Regions from separate parts of the Mus musculus genome. Here regions 1, 2 and 4 are each linked to region 3. The links are chromatin contacts, called in public HiChIP or PLAC-seq and promoter capture Hi-C maps. All regions are on one chromosome and are shown on one strand. Each heading gives the region's core, a stretch centred on a gene start, on an enhancer-like site or on the middle of the called end of the contact. The rest is flanking DNA. Distances are from core to core; before and after follow the strand shown. Region 1 holds the start of Capg (capping protein (actin filament), gelsolin-like). Region 2 holds the start of Elmod3 (ELMO/CED-12 domain containing 3). Region 3 holds the start of Ptcd3 (pentatricopeptide repeat domain 3). Region 4 holds the start of Fabp1 (fatty acid binding protein 1, liver).

Evidence for each region. Promoter capture Hi-C pulls out the DNA fragments that hold promoters and counts their contacts. HiChIP or PLAC-seq counts read pairs in DNA pulled down with a chosen protein or histone mark.
Region 1: an H3K27ac HiChIP or PLAC-seq map of trophoblast stem cells shows a contact between it and region 3, with 10 read pairs. The contact joins the promoter of Capg here to the promoter of Ptcd3 in region 3. A contact is called at or near these places in 1 of 39 promoter capture datasets (pre-B cells), 1 of 484 Hi-C or Micro-C datasets (muscle stem cells), 2 of 115 datasets of contacts at active chromatin or transcription factors (memory CD8 T cells and trophoblast stem cells) and 1 of 9 other capture datasets (adipose tissue).
Region 2: a promoter capture Hi-C map of liver shows a contact between it and region 3, with 4 times the contacts expected there. The contact joins the promoter of Elmod3 here to the promoter of Ptcd3 in region 3. A contact is called at or near these places in 9 of 39 promoter capture datasets (erythroid cells, frontonasal cranial neural crest, hematopoietic stem and progenitor cells and 5 more), 3 of 484 Hi-C or Micro-C datasets (B cells, CD4 T cells and uterus) and 1 of 9 other capture datasets (liver).
Region 4: a promoter capture Hi-C map of liver shows a contact between it and region 3, with 2.1 times the contacts expected there. The contact joins the promoter of Fabp1 here to the promoter of Ptcd3 in region 3.

Annotation. Positions count from the first base shown.
Region 1 is chr6:72,546,948-72,551,071 of GRCm38.p6, reverse strand. Capg (capping protein (actin filament), gelsolin-like) reads right to left here and starts at 1,799. Exons shown (of 10, transcript NM_001042534.3): 1 at 1,571-1,799.
Region 2 is chr6:72,595,774-72,599,724 of GRCm38.p6, reverse strand. It overlaps Elmod3 (ELMO/CED-12 domain containing 3), which reads left to right and starts at 1,312. Exons shown (of 12, transcript NM_001253692.1): 1 at 1,312-1,403. Retsat (retinol saturase (all trans retinol 13,14 reductase)) reads right to left here and starts at 1,123. Exons shown (of 11, transcript NM_026159.5): 1 at 929-1,123. The coding sequence starts at 1,097.
Region 3 is chr6:71,906,673-71,910,930 of GRCm38.p6, reverse strand. Ptcd3 (pentatricopeptide repeat domain 3) reads left to right here and starts at 2,169. Exons shown (of 24, transcript NM_027275.3): 1 at 2,169-2,297; 2 at 3,085-3,137; 3 at 3,242-3,278. The coding sequence starts at 2,191. It overlaps Polr1a (polymerase (RNA) I polypeptide A), which reads right to left and starts at 1,878. Exons shown (of 34, transcript NM_009088.3): 1 at 1,692-1,878. The coding sequence starts at 1,768.
Region 4 is chr6:71,197,760-71,201,587 of GRCm38.p6, reverse strand. It overlaps Fabp1 (fatty acid binding protein 1, liver), which reads right to left and starts at 1,709. Exons shown (of 4, transcript NM_017399.5): 1 at 1,595-1,709. The coding sequence starts at 1,661.

The DNA of each region.
Region 1 (4,124 bases), core at 550-3,049, 640 kb before region 3:
CTACCCTATCACAAGCATTCATGACAGAGTCTATTATTCACTTCCATTCCTTCAAGATCTGTTGGGGGGGGGGGGCTCAGCATGAGGAGTAGTCCATGCCTTATGGCCTACCTAGAAGGTTCAGGAAGTGGGGAGCCATCATACCCAAAGAAACCACAGACCAACTTCCTCCCCATCAGACCGTCACATAATCACAGACCGGCATTAGAAGAGGCTTTAGTGCTTAGATAGTCCTTAGCGCACACGAACGAGCCCTCTTCTGTGGCTCACTTCGCCATCCTCCTCTTGAATGCTTCTGGTGGTGGGAAACTCACCACCTCACAGGCAGCCTCTGTGTCTTTCACTGGGAACGGGAAGCATGCCGGGAACCAGACCCAGGGCCACAGGGCACAGCTGGAAAATGCTCTACCACTGAGCTACATCACAGCTGGCCACCTCTGCTGAGGACTCCGTTTTCCCCCATTGTGCCACAATGTGATGAGTTTTAGGGGCTGGCTTTCTCCCCGAGACATGAAAGCACCTTTGGAGCAGGAAGCTGAGTTTGCCTATGGACCTTTGGACACACCTGACTGTGCCCGGAAAAGTGTCTGATTGTCCTAACTTGCTGAGATCCAATGACTGGACTAGATGAAAACCAACGGGATTGCTTAGGATCTCGACATCCAGGCAAGGCCTGGAGCAGCCTTGAAGCAGAAAGCCAGAGGGCAACGAGGCCCATCTGACTGTCGTGAGCAGTGGGGGGGAGGATGTGTGCCCTGCTGGCTAACTCTGGCTAGAATACCTTTTAAGGACACACTGGGGGCTTAGAAGTGGAGTCCACTCCTACCTCCAACAAAATGCTTGATCCTATCAATGTGCATCAGTGGCCCAGTACTGAGGAAAACTGGGGCTATTTTTGCCCTCTTGGACCCTGACTCACAACAGGTCACTTCCCCTCAAAGACCATATCCGCCCCGTTAGTGTGAGCTGAAATAGCGGCCCTAGGGAGGAAATAGAGGGCCAATTCAAGAAGCCCAGGACTTTCTGACTGTGGCCAATGTCTCTTAGAAGTGGGAACAGCAGTGGCTCTGAACCCCCAGGACAGGCCAAAGCAGATCCCGCTCCCCACACCCCCAGATTCTACCTTCATCTCTCTCCACACTGGTCCCCAGCCAACCCTCTAACTGGGGGCTGGCTGACTGTCCCTCAAGTAGCTGAACCTACCTTGTTCCTTCTCAGTTCCCTTCCTTCCAGTTGTCTGGGCCCAGGATAGTGCTATCTTGGGGACAGACACCACCAGATCTGAATTCACCTCCCGACAGGTTGATGGCTTCTGGGGATCTCTCAGGTCTGACACCACCTCCTACAGACCAGGATGAGCCCAGACCCTTCAGCTCCTCCCCAGCAGCTAGAACACATCCCACCCACACCCACTCAAGACTCTGCAGCTGCAAAACTACAGCTAATGACCTGAGCTGACTTACGCCTGGGGACACCGTTCCCACCTGTTCCCGGACCCTAGCAGCCAGCCCTCACCTACCCACTCATGAGAGTCCTAGTCCCTTCTCTACAGAGCCCTTCCCAGTTTTACCTCTCCACGGGCCTTTTCTTCTCAAACTCGTCTCAGCTTGCCCCTCGATAGCTAGCTTCTAACTTCCCTCTTCGCCACTGGGCTGCCCCACCCACCTGCCCCACCCATGGGGAGGCTCAGTACTCAGAAGTCTAAGGGCTCAGGAAAGCCAGCTCCAAGGCTGGGCCATGCGGATGGAAGGCTGCTATTTCTCAGACATGGTCACTGGGAGGTTAAAGCCTGACTAGGTCTCATCACAGCGGCCTCGGGCAAGGCAGATTCTGAACAATTTAAAGAGTCAGACCAGCAAGGAAAGTCCCATTCCACTCACTAGCCCCGGCAGAGGCCTGAGTCTGCTCAGGCCCTGCTGTGGCTGGTTAGTCACTTTTCCTGGGTTGGGTCACTGGCCCTACACTACTTTTTCCTCCTCCCCCTGACTAGTTGTCTCATTGCCCTGAGTACATGTGATGATGACCTACTCCTTCTCCCTCCTCCTCTTCCTCCTCCTCCATTCCCCTTCCCCTCCTCCCTCTTCCTCTCCTTCCTCCTTCCTTCTCCTCTTTCTCCTTTTGGTTTTTCAAGACGGGGTTTCTCTGTGTAGCCTTGGCTGTCCTGGAAATCTCTCTGTAAACCAGTCTGTTTTTGAAGCAAAGTTCCAAGAGAGTGTTTGAGGCCCTGACACATTCTCTCTCTGTGTGTGTGTGTGTGTGTGTGTGTATGTGTGTTCATTTTGGTGTTTTGTTTTCGAGACAAGCTCTCATGTAGTCAGGCTAGCCTCTAAAGGCAGCTCAAACTGGTCTTGAACACTTGACCCTTCTGATTCCCGGATGCTGGGATCACAAAAGTGCACCATCGTGACCAACTGTTGTTTGGTTGTTTTACTGAGACAGCGTCTCACTTTGGCACCCAGGCTGCTATGAAACTAAATCTGTAGCCCAGATTGGCTTCAATGCTATGAGAATCCTGCCTCTGCTTCCTGAACACTAGTGATTTACATGTAATGAGGCACCACACAAGGTGTCTTGAAACATGAAGTCTCTCTATGCCCCTTAGCTAGGCATGGTGGCTCTTGCCTTTAATCCCAGCACTCGGGAGGCAGAGGCAGGTGGATCTCTTGAGTTCCAGGACAGAGGGCATATGGTTTCAAGCTCAACCCAAAGCAACAGCCGCTCCCTTCGCACAGTCACAGGACCATAATATAGAATCAGTCTGATCTAACTTGCTGGCCCCAGGAAAGCCTTACCCTGGGGCACAGCCCGAAGTCACATAGAAAACAGGACGCTCAGTCAAGGAGGCTCTTATTCCCTCCTAATCCCTAGGTCAGCAGTTCTCAACCTCCCTAATGTGTGACCCCGCAATACAGTTCCTCATGTTGTGGTGACCCCCCCAACCATAACATTATCTTCCTTCTACTTCATAACTGTCATTTGCTACTGTTATAACTCGTAATGTAAATACTTTAGAGATAAAACTTTGCCAAATGATTCATGACTCACAGGTTGAGAGGTTCAGGAATATTTGCACCTAAGGAGCAGCTACAGTTGGGTGACTCAATGTCCAGGGACCCTGACAGGCCCATCCTGGAAGAATGTTAGTCAACAGTCAGATCCATAAGTCCACTAAGCCATAGAGTTTAGTGTTCAGAGTCATGGCCCTGGCCCAGGTAGCACCGAAGCAAGCTTGCTAATTATCCAACCATCAGACCAGCCTAACCTATCTCGGAGGCTGCTAGGGGAAAGCCTGGAGAAAACAGAGCACAGAGTGGATATGGGGAGTTGGTATTTGCTTGCTCATTTGAGACTGAGCCTGAAGACATAACTCAAGCTAGCCTCAAATGTGTGATCCTCCTGCCTCCATCTGAGGACTGGGATTACAGTGTACACCCCCATGCCTTCTAGATAAATGTGTTCTGTGTGCTAAAATACCATGAGAGAGAGAATTAACTGTTTTCTCAACATTAAATGCAGTCACTGGGACGGTTCAGTGAGTAAAAATGCTTGCTCTGCAATGATGGCCACAGTTCGATCCTCAGAACCTATAATAAAAGGACAAAATGGTTCCTGAAAGATGTCCCCTGAAATGGTAGATACAGCTCAGAGGTCAAGAACAACTGCTGCTCTTCCAGAAGACTGGAGTCTGGTGCCCAGAAGCCACATCTGGCACCTCACAATGGCCTGCAACTCCAACTCTAAGGGTCTGACTCCCTCTTCTGGCCACAGAGAGCACTGCACTCACATTTGAATATACAGATAAATTACACTACACTATTGAGTTTTGTCAACCTGACACAAATCTAGACATATCTGGGAAGAGGGTTTTCTAATTGAGAAAATGTCTCTGTAGGACTGGCCTATAGGCACGTCTGTGGGTCATCACCTTGATTACTGAGCAACATGGGAGGGCCCAGCTTACTGTGGGCAGTGCCATCCTTGAGCAAGGTGGTCCTGGATGTTAAAAGAAAGCAGACTGAGCAAGCCACGAGAAACAAGCCAGTAAGGAGCCCTCCTCCATGGCGTCTGCATCAGCTCCTGCCTCCAGGCTCCTGCCCTGACTTCTCTCAGTGGTGAACTGTTAC
Region 2 (3,951 bases), core at 63-2,562, 690 kb before region 3:
TATGAGACCTGCCTCTCCCCCAATCCACAAACAATAACAATAATAAAATAACTGGGTGTGGTGCCTCTTAGGAAGTAGAGGCACAAGGATCAGGAGTTCAAAGTCAGTCCCCAAAAAATAGTGCAGTTAAGGCTAGCCTAGGCTTGGCTAAAATTTACAAGTCAGAGGCTCCTGGAGGTCAAAGAGGTGATCCTTGTTTGTTTTTTGAAAGTTTTGCATTTGGGGGTTTTGGTTGTTTTGGGGTTTGATGTGTGCATTTAGACAGGGTCTCATTGTGTAGTCCAAACTGGAATTAAATTGTTGCACCACTATGCCCAGCTCCAACACTTCCGTAAAACGTTGAAAGGCAGACATGCTGGTGCATGCTTGTAATCTATCTCATCATGCTGGGGACAGAAGAAGAGGGCTGCTCCGGGTTTGAGCCTGGGCTGCGAAGAGAGTTCAAAGCCAACTCCAGTACAAAAGTGAGACCAGTCTCAAAAACACAAACCTTGGGAGCACTCTACACGTGCTTTAGAGATGGTTCACTGGAGAGTGGAGTTCTTATCCCTAGCCAGTACTGAAATTCCGAAGTTATTATCAAGCTTCAGTTCTATGAACTGGACTACATTTTGCCTGCAACCCGCTTGTTAGGAAAACTTTCAGTGCTGCTTCCCTGTGCCCCCGAGCATGCACAGAAGTATAGGGAAAAGTTGGCTCCAGACCCAAGTAGGGGAAAGGTCTCTTATTCTGTGTAAGCCGTGAGCTGAAAAGATTCCAACTGGCGGGGCTGGAATTTGGCGTGCCAAGGGTAATGCCTGCACCCTTTCAGAAGCAAAGAACACTAAATTATGGAACCTCTGTGTGCAAGAGAAGTTTTCCCAGCACTTTACTAATGGGGAGACATGAGCAGAAGGCCCGAGAGCAGGCCTGAAACCCATCAGTTGACCTTGTTTGAGAACTTTCTTCCTAGCCTCCTTGTCGGTCACCAGGGGTTCAGGCGGTCGCTTGACATCCTCGGCGAAGGGGTTCGGGGAACTTGCAGCGTAAAGGCCCACGTAGACCCTGTGGAGGATCACCAGCAGCAGCACGGCCAGCAGCAGAGCAGTGATCCACATGTTGCTGCCAGGGCTCGGAAGACCGCGTCCTTTCCCCGCTGAGCTCGGCTTTTATAGCTGAGGCCCCGCCCCTCTAGTTCGTCCTTGGAGTAATACCAGACTTGGAGGAGCCGAAGCATTTTGACTCACGCCTGCTCAAAACTGATGAAGATTGTCCATTATGGACCTCCGTATGATCTTTGCAGAGCAGGAGTTCAATTGCCTAATGGGAAATGTAGTTCTAGCGCGAGACAGGCGACACTGCACGGCTGCGCGAAAAGGGGGATGTGGGATCCCCCCCTTACCGGAACGCTGGGGACGCGTCCGGTGAGCAAGGGGTCTGGTGAGGGAGGTGAGGGTGAGGAGGACGATGTCTGGTGGAAATGGTCACCGCGGGACCACAACAAGGATGAAAGTTGCAGGTCTGAGAGAGATCCTGTCTGGGAGGCAGAGAAGACCTGGGTTCTGGTGCCTTTTCCGTGTTGGATTCGCTGGAACCTCGGAGGCAGTTCATTGCTTTCCTCCCCTCTCCTCTTCCAAGCAGTGACAAAGTTTCTGTGCCCACACAGCCTCTGTCTGGGTATCTGAGTTGAGACCTTGTTGAGACCTGCACAGGAGCTCTCCTAAACCTGTGTCAGCCCAGGACTGGCAGCCTCACACCGACGTTATCCCTAGGTGGATTCCCCTAATCGTAACTACTCTATCAGGCTCTCAAAGTGCAAGCCACCTAGGACAAGCCTCAAGAAAGACTAAGTCAAGGATCATCCTGTGTGTTTATTTGCATTTAAGGACGCACCAGCTTCTAAATCAGCTTTTCAGAGAGTTTAAGCTCCAGCAGACAGTCTAGATATCCTACCATCTTAATGTTGCCCTTTGAGGAAAGTAGGTCTGAAATACGTACTTGACTTAAGAGGGATTTGTTTGTATAGGAGGCCCATTTCCTCAGGTACCCACTATCAGGAGGAATGACTTCGTAACTTTGAGTGTTTTGTCCTTGTTTTAGGCCCCAGCGGTGCTCCAGTCCGGTATGTAAAGCAGGTCATGCTTCTATGCTACTTGGTTCGTTTTCCCCACAGTAACAGGAGAGCCTTCCCGAGACTTTGTCAGTCCTACCTGTGACCCTGCCAGGTTATCTGATGTGTGTGTATCTTATGCTGTCATTTAGGCCGAGATGGAAGGAAAGGAAAAGAGAGGTAGATGCTGAGGTTCTGGGGAGGGGGGGGGGGAGCTAGTTCCTGGGGTGTTTCAGGGAGGACGTTACCACCATCCTCTCTAGATCACAGGCAGCCAGGCGTCGAGCCCAAAAGCTGTTTGTTACTGGCAGTCAGTCCTTGGGGAATGTAAATCATAGTCCCCTAGTGGAGGACTGGCTCCGTGGAGGGCCTCCCCACTGACTTAGTCCTCTGAGTCTGTGAAGTATGACTGTCAGTTGTGTGAGAACCATCCACTCTCATTTTCCCCCTCGATATCAGGGGTTGAGCCTCCTTTGCTGCCACTAGGTTACAGTCCCAGCCTTTCCACACTGACTCTCTGGTGTGTGGGTGTGAGCATGCATGCCCATATAGGAACAGAAAGATCAGGGGGACTGTAAATTGCCTGTTCTGTCACTCTGTGCCTTCTACCTTTGAAGTTGGTAGAATTGCTTCTCTGACTGAATGTGGAACTAGGCCCAGCAACCAGCAATCCTTTTAATTCCATCGACCAGAGTGCTAGGGAGCCAAACTCAGGTTTTTACCCTGAAGCAAGCCCTCCTGCCCACTGAGTCATCTTCCCAGCCCCTTGTGTGTGTGTGTGTTTTTTTTTTTTTTTTTTTTTGGTTTTTATCTGGGTGAGCAGAGCGGTGTGTGCCATGGTGCGTGTGTGGAGGTCAGAAGACAATTGCTTCTTTATTTCTACCAGTCTTCTAGGTCCCTCTAGGGACTGAACTTAGGTCATCAAGTTTGCTGGCAAGCACCTCGACCCACTGAGCCATTTCACCTGCCCTTGCTTTGTTTTCTGTTGAGACAGAGTCTTGCTAGGTAGTCTTAACTGACCTGGAACTCTATGTAGATCAGGCTGCCCTCAAATACACAGTGATTCTCCTGCCTCTGCTTCCAGATTTCTAGGAATCTGGGCATACATTCATGCGGGCATACACCACCATGTTGAGGATGATCTCTGGTTTTTATTTTTTTTTTTTCAGTTGTGGGGACTGAACCCAGATGTCACTTGTGGTAAGCAATAGCTTTACCTCTGATCTGTATCCCAGGCCTTGTGTTTTGTTTTGACTCTCTCACATCAATCCGTCCCCCTAAGACCTAGAGGTGCTCGCTCATGAGAAGGCTGTCTCCTCGTGACACAGACTTTTGATGTGATGGGGTCTTTGTCCAGCCCTCTTCCTGAGGCAGGCACCATAAGATGAAAGAACAGGACTTTTGTCTCCACCCTTGAGAAGTAGAAGCAAGCCTCAGCTACATAGCAAGGATGAGGCCAGGCTGAAGAACGTCCATAAGAACTTCTCTGTATATCTGAGTCCTTATAGAGAGGGAGAGAGAGAGGGGGAGAGAGAGAAGGGCTGGAGAGATGCTCACTTAAGAACATCTTGCAGAGGACCAGAATTTGGCTCTCTGCACCTACATGGCAGCTCTCAACCATGTGTAACTCCAGCTCCAGGGAATCCAATGTGTTATGGACATCTGCACATACATGGCAGACACACCCACACACACCCACACACACCCACACACACACAGAGGAGTACACAAATGAAAATAATACACTTTTTAAAAAATTGGGTGTGGTAGCACATACTTGTAAGCCCAACATTAGGAAGGAGAATGGGCAGCTCTCTAAAGCTCACTGGCTGGCCATCCTAACCTGCTCATCTGGTTCCAGG
Region 3 (4,258 bases), core at 920-3,419:
TAGAACTGGTAGCCTTCCATCTCCTTCGGAGTAAAGGCTATGCCCTTAAAATGACATGGGGGTTGGGGGTGGGGGTTCCTGGTCTCTACCTCACTTTATTCCAGTCACCTTGGCCCCTTGCTGTTCCTAAAAACCACAGGCGGTGAAGGACTTAAATATTCATAGTGCCACTGAATATTCACAAAAGCTCAAAAACATATGAAAAGATGTGTGCATTCTTCAAATCATTGCAAGTCAAAACCACAGTGAGATACCATAACCCATCAGTGTATGATCAAAACAAACACACAAACCAAACACACAGCTAGAAAGGACTTGGAGAAGAGGGAGTCTTTATGTATGATTGATGGGAACATACGATGGTGCTGAAATTATGAAAAACTGAATTAACTTCCTCAAAAGGTTAAAAATGGCATTAATGTCTAAACCAGGAATTCTGAGTCTGGGTGTGTACACACTTTAATAGAAGCCTCATTCACAATTGCCAAAAATTGGAAATAGCCCAAATGTCCATCAGCAGATGAGCTGATGAATCGGCATGTACGCGCGCGCGCACACACACACACATCTATCTATCTATCTATCTATCTATCTATCTATATCATGTTCTATTTACTTAACCCTAAAAAGGAAGGAAGTTCTGATCTATTTATCTATCTATCTATCTATCTATCTATCTATATCATGTTCTATTTACTTAACCCTAAAAAGGAAGGAAGTTCTGATCTATTTATCTATAATTTTGAGGACAGTATGCTAAATGCATTGGCCAGTTACAAGAAGTCGGGGCTGACTGACTCCTTTTACTTGAATAGGGGCCTGAACAGTCAGAATAACTGAAATAGAAAGTAGACAGGTGGTTACCATGCGGCAGGGGCAGGGAAATGAAGACTGACTGATTACATATGGAGATTGCAATGGCAAGATGTGTCCTAGAGGGGGTAGTGCTGATGTTACCAGTGTGGTCTACCTTTTTGTTTGTTTGTTTTTTTATTTTTCGAGACGGGTTTTCTGTGTCCACGAAGCTCTGGAACTGACTCTGTAAGACCAGATTGGCCTCGAACCCACAGAGATCCTCCTGCCTCTGTCTCCTGAATGCTGGGAGGGTTTGTTTTGTTTTGTTTGTTTTTTCAAGACAGGGTTTCTCTGTGTAGTCCTGGCTGTCCTGGAACTCACTCTGTAGACCAGGCTGGCCTCGAACTCAGAAATTCGCCTGCCTCTGCCTCCCAAGTGCTGGGATTAAAGGCGTGCGCCACCACTGCCCGGCAATGCTGGGAGTTTTTAATGCATGTTGAGTTATTAATGGGAGTCTAAGAAGCGTGTATGCTATCGTGATCAAAAAGCATTAGAGAAGAGTCCCCAGGACTTCATAGCCAGGGTCTTGATCCAAGATTTAAAAGTTCATCATCGCTTGGACCAGAGGAGACTAATTAGGAAGTTGATAAGCGTGTGATGTAATGTGATTATAAATGACATAAAACTAGTTGATTAATGAGGAAGATGAACAGATGAAAATGCAGCAAGCGCATTCCTTCCCATTACCAGCAAGCAAGCACTAGGCAGCCAGCCCCCCACCCCCCACCCCGACCCCGCCGCCCCCGGACTGGCTCGGCTCAAAGCCTTCTGGGAATCGTAGTTCCCAGCTCCAACTTCCACAACCCTGTTCTACACGCATCCCACTAACTCCTTACTTGAGCTCTTCGGCCGAATACATTCCGAAGGAAATGCCCTGAAGCCGCCTCCATGGTGTGTGCTTGGAGGCCAGCATCTTCCGAGTCAGTTTTGAGGTCCGTCACTACGAGAGAAGTTCCAGTCAGCCGCAGAGAACGCCACTTGAGTCTTGTAGCGCAGAGCCACCATGTGTTTTTCCACTGCGCTTGCGTGCGAGAACCGCGGCTTGGCAAATTGGCTTGGACGAGTTCATTTTTGCTTTCGGGGTGGGTAAGGAGTGGAAGAAAACTGTCTCAAAACCCTCCTTCAGTTTAAAAGCAAAATTACACAGGAGACTTTAGAACAGCATTTCAAGTAAGTTTATTCGAGGTGAACGATGTGTACTGAGCGTTCCGCTGCTAGTCTAGCCAAACAGGACCTTGTGACCACCCGTTTGGAGATGAGACGTTCCACGCCAGCCCCGCCCCTCGACCCTGGAGGCGGAGGTCGTTCCCGACGTGCTCCGCGAAGAGTCCAAAGATGGCGGCGGCGGCGGTTGCAGCTCGCCGCCTGTCCTTTCGCAGCGGGCTTGTCTTGCTGCAGACCACTCGGGGGACGGGTGTGTGTGAACCGAAGGTCTGTTGCAGGTAAGAAGACCCAGAGTCATTTTGGTCTTGCATTTCCCTGAGAGTCGTGAAAGTAGGTAAGATGCAAAGGCATTTGTATGGTCGAGGCCCGGCCCTCTCAAGGGTAACACGAGGTAGCGTCGTATTTAGTGATCTTTAGATCTGCGAGTTCGGGAATTCTTTCGGAAAATTTTTATTGGTTGGTTGCAATACTATGTATAGCCAAAATTACCCTTTAAACTAGGGCCCTGTTCTCGTGAAGTTTACATTTCCGTGAGTGCCGCTACAAGCCCCTACACAAATTTCTTTATCACCCCCCCCCCTTATTCATTTTAACCCTGCAAAAAAGAAAGGGCAAAGTAACAGATCTTTCACAAATAAAGGGCAGGCTAATATTACCAGTATGGACTGAACGTTATGAGAACCTTCAGCTAAGAATAAGCTAAGACTTTAGTAAAAGCAGAAAGCCTTAAAACGTCTGACCCCATTCTTTCCATCTGGTGGTGTTGCAAATACTTATGTAATTTCTTTGTACATCCTTCATGCAGTGGCCTGGTGGAAATAGGAGGTGGTTTTAAGTCAGTTGTAGAGTGGATAATTAGCTCATACGATGTCTTTGGACCAATACAAAAAAATAAATAAAACTGGGTTACAAGTTTACACTACATCTAAATGCCTCTATAAATGTGGCTCAGAATGTGTGCATGCGGGTGGAGCTGAGTCAGCAGAGCTAGCGGTAGGAGCTGAGCTGAGGCCATCAGGGAGCAGTGCTAACAGTGGGATTTTTGTTGTTTTGTTTTTAATGCAGATTTTATGCTGGAACTGAATCCCTCCCAAAGGTTGAAGGATCAGATATAACAGGTATTTTTAAAACTATGGAAATAGAAGTTTTTAAAAATGAAAAGACATTGTATTTCTTTGTGTTGTTAGAAAATTGTTTATTTTTATTTTTTTTTCTACATAAGGGATTGAAGAAATAGTCATTCCAAAAAAGAAAACATGGTGAGTATTTTGCTATTCACTTACCAGGTGATTGGGTATTTACTGTAAATAAAACATAAGGATTTAAATAGTGCCTAGCACATAGACAAATACCATGTTAGCTGTTATTTTTTAAGTCTTGTTATATAATTTTATGTGTAAACTATACATTTAATTTATAAGTGAACTATTAGGTGTACTTTTGTTTCATTTGGAGTGGCTATTTGATATCATTGTATAAATATGATTAGATTCATTTGTTTCCCTGCATAAGAATAGGAACAGTGGCTGACCATGGTACCATACTCCTTTAGTCTCAGGAGGCAGAGGCACAGGGATCTCTGCATAGTAGGACTAGTGTACCTACTGAGTTCATACAGTAATGCCCTGTCTTTAGAAACAAGAATAGGGATGAGAGAGCACTGGAGCTAAGAGTAGGGACTGGGTTACCTGTGAATACAGCATTCCAGCGTACGCCCCTTTGCACACCTCTATATCCAGAAAAACGACAAGAAATGCAACAGGAAGAGTATTTACAATGTGCTACAATCTAGTTGTCACCTGCCTGTGTTGTATCTTATAGTCCTATATGTATGCAATTTTACCCGTATAGATAGACAGAATTTAGGTATATATTGAGTGTTGTTTTGTAGTGACATACTCCTGTAGTCCTAGCACTCAGGGCAGAAGTTGGAGGATTGTCACGAGTCCCAGGCCAGCCAGCCACTTATTTAAAATTTCCCTTTTTCCTATTGGTAGTTCTTGTGAGATGTATTAGGTAAAGAGTGCAGGAAGGCAGGATGTAATATGATTGTTGATTATGGTGATAGTTCAGACAGGCCTGTGGAAAATGTTAGGAAATAAGAAACGGTTAGCAAGTCAAGGCCTTTAAAAATTCAGTTTATAAGCTACGAGTGCTTTTATTTTTCTGTGTAGCTGGGGGAGAGAGGCTAAAGGAAAAAAAGTAACTTGAAAACTATATTTTAAAAATGTCAAATTTT
Region 4 (3,828 bases), core at 460-2,959, 710 kb after region 3:
TTAAAAACTGGGAGAACAGAGACCCCACACATTTCCATACAGTAGTCCTGTGAGCAGTTAGGTCTTTGCCTTCTGATGCGGAAAGTCGGTAGTCTGCTAGTACTTTGCCAGTTAGTACTATTATTTTTTGAGACAGGGTCTCTTGCAGCCTAGGTTAGCCTTAACTCACTCTATGGTGGAGGATGACCTTGAGTGTCTGATCCTCCTGCTTCCACATCCTTAGTGCTAAAATCGCAGTCATGTGCCATTGTACCTGGCTTATATGGTGCAAGGGATTGAACCCAGGGCTTCATGCATGCTAGGCAAACACTCTACCAACCGAGCCACATTCTCAGCCCAGCGATTCATTTGTTGTAAAGACCCTTCCCTCTGTGGCTCCCTGCTTCTTACTCATCCTCCCCTCCACCCCCCACAGATCCCTCCTTCTTTAGTGGCCTGGCTCTTAGAGTGGGAACACTTCATCCTCCAGAATGTTTAGCTTCCAAATCCAATTACCTTTGAAGTGATATGGGAGCTACAGATAATTAGGCCATGCACAAAGTAGGACCATGCCTGGCAAACTTGCTGTGGCCTCTGGAGTCAAGGCTCTTGGGGGTAATGTACAAAAATCCTTTACCCTAGAATAGGGCTTTTCAGATTTCAGAACAAATCTGTGCTTTTACATGAACAGGAGTTCACAAGAACCGGGGAGTTCACAGTGACAGTGGAGGGTCCCTTGCAAAACTAAGGGATCCTCACATTCATGATCTTTGACTTGTCTGCAAAAGAAGCTCTGAGTCCTAGGATGACCCGAGAGTCCTTTCCCCACTCTTGCTGTTCCTCATCTTTTCCATGTTGGTAACCCCCTTTGTTCCACTTCCCCCTCTGCCCACAGGCCTCTTTCTTCCTGTTATATACTCTTCTCTCCCTGGTTCCAGGCTCAGCTTTCATCATCACAGTCTCCCCCGTACCTGAGTACCCTGGGAGACATAGGGTGTTTAAATAGGGTCTCTGGGACCCAGCACCTGCTTCTAACTCCAACACAAACACTCTCTAAACTGTGAGCCTCATCACAGCTACCTCACCTACCCCAGTCGCCTCAACTGTAAAATGGGAAAACAGCTCAGTTTTATGGTGAGTATTTACTGTGGGCATTGCATGGCAATGCCTGGTATAGAGTCATACATATTAGGAGACACTTCATTCCATTTATCTCCAAATAACTGGTCAAGATTGTAGCTTTGTCTCTGAACATTGGTCAGGATTGTAGCCTATCACACTCTGTCTCTCTGGTATATGTACAAGCATGGGGTTGGCGTATGGTTGGCCTTGAATCAATGTTTGCTAGAAAGTGAGTGAAGGAACAAGGTCTTAGAATAAAGTGCCATGAGACACACACTTCGAACCAGTTCATCTTCCAATGTAGGGTTGTTTCCACTTCCCTGGAGTAGCTTTGTCCAGTGGGGAGCAGTAAAAGTAACAAGAGAGCAGGAGAGTCACTGGAGAACTCCTCAATTCGGTATAGCCTGGACCCCTCCTTCCACCTCAACACCAGACCTGGACTATCTGTTGATAGTAGGGCTAGCCCCTCGTTGCTGTCATAATCACCACTCACCTATTGCCTTCATGAATGGCTCAAAGTTCTCCTGGCTCTGCAATTGGTACTTGCCGGAGAAGTTCATGGTGGCAACGAGGCTTCCTTTCCACAGCTGACCACAACAGCTCTGCCTGCCAGGTCACCCACTGTTGCCTATTTTATAAGGGGATTCTTCCTCCTCAGATATAGGCCATAGGTCAGTGATTGTCGATTTATTTATGGCCAGGCTCAAACATTAACTCCTGAGAGCAATGGTCAACGATAAAAATCAGAGTGGGCAAGGCAGAGGTTTGTTCTAATTCAGCAAACATTAGTGAGTCCAACCAAGGGCAAAGCTCTCTGTAAATGTTGCCTTTATGGTGACTTAACCCTACTCATGAAATAAGTGTGCATGGTTGAAATGTATGTTGACAAATGTATGTATGTGCAACATACATACATTTAGAAATAATTTAGAAACATGTGAATCACATCTCCAGCAATGCACATATGCATATATACCTAAGTGCACATATGTATGTGTTTGTACATGTGTACACTTGTATGTATGCATATATTTATATACATGTCACTACATATCCATATGTACATACATAAACACACATACGTGTGTGTGTGTGTGTGTGTGTGTGTGTGTGTGTGTGCGCGCGCATTACATGGGGAGAAATACCTTTGAACTCAAAACCTTTTTCATATAACCTTATGTTTATTTCTCATTTTTTATTATTATACAAACATAATTTTACATACATTTTATCAGTCCTTAAAGCTGTTTTGTATTTTGAGAATTCTTCTTCAATGATTCCAAGCAAGCCTCAATCCAGGCAAGTCTCAGTCCAGGCAAGCCTTAGTCCAGACAAGCCTCCCCTTTGAAGGCATCTACTGTCAGCAGGTGTAAGCTCTTTAACTAAAGCAGCAGTCTGAAAACTTAGATTATTTTATCTGCTAGAGACAAGTCCAGCCAAGAAAGATGGCATTACCTGCTGACTTTGTCCCATCCCTGCCTCACAACTAAGAACAGGGCACTAAGATGGTACACGGGCATTCAGCCTGACTAGAAGTGGCCTTGGGGAAGAGGCCTAAGGATGCTTCCAAAGATCTCTGATGTTCTTGTTTGTCATGGGGGAATTGTCACCCAGAGCATCTTCATCTCCCCATTCCAGCATCCTAGGCAGTTCTCAGCAAGTGCCACTTCACAGCCTATTTCTCTTCTGTTTAGACTTTAGCATCAGCCTCATTACTCACAGCCATCGGCCCTCCATCCTCTAGTCTTTTCTGCCCCGAGGCTACATAGACTTATAAATCTGAGGCTGGGGTATGCCATGCCTCAGTTTTGAACCCATGGTCCCTATTGCTCTAGCAGTGACAGGCCCCGGATAGCGTGGAAGGTCTGTGTCTACTGTCCTGACTGTGATGACTGCTCAAAATAGAGCTTGCACTTTGCTTTCATTTTTGTCTTGCAAAATGACTGCCATTGTCTAAGCTTCTAGTGAGGCTGTTAGGCTTGCCAAACCCAGCCTCATCACCCACCTTTCCCTAGAGGTCACAGGCATAGGCCAGCTGAAGGTGTCGGGGTATTTCTTCCTCTATGTTTGAATTTGTGTCTCTTCTACACTTTTCCTGTCCTCCAGCTGTCTGCCTCCCTGTAACTCCTCCCAGCTAGTGGGCCTACCCCCATTCTGTCTCCTCCATTCAGCTGGGCTGGCTTCTCTGCATTCTTCCTCATTGTGCTCCTTCCTTGGGAGTCTTGATGGAGAGCACATGAAATGAGCTCAATCAGTGATGGTTCAGCAAAGAGAAACCTCCAAAAGATAACGCGGCCACGGCTCTTGTGGTGCAGAAGTAGTAGGAGATACAGAGTAGTGAGATCAGCAAGCTGGTCCTGTAATCAGTGAATCACATGAGCTCTGAGGCAAGGGGACTTGAGGGGAAGTACGAATGTGTGCCTGCAGCTTGGTTGAGAGGCCAGTGGGAATAGGCGTGAAAGGGATGGAAACTGTTGCTCCAGCCCTGAGAGCCCACCTCTCTCTTCTCTCTTTTCTCTCTGTAACCCTGCTCTGCCATCCCCAGCCTGTGCTAAGCCCACAGAGACAGATCTCGCATGGAGTCCTCTCTGTTCTTGGCCAGTTCCCTCCCACTTGCATCATAATCGCCAAAATGACAAAATGCTCTGGATACCCGGCCCATTTGCCTTGCCGCTGCTCTACACTCCACCCAGAAACGTGCTGGGTTGCAGTGTCCGCCTGTAGGCC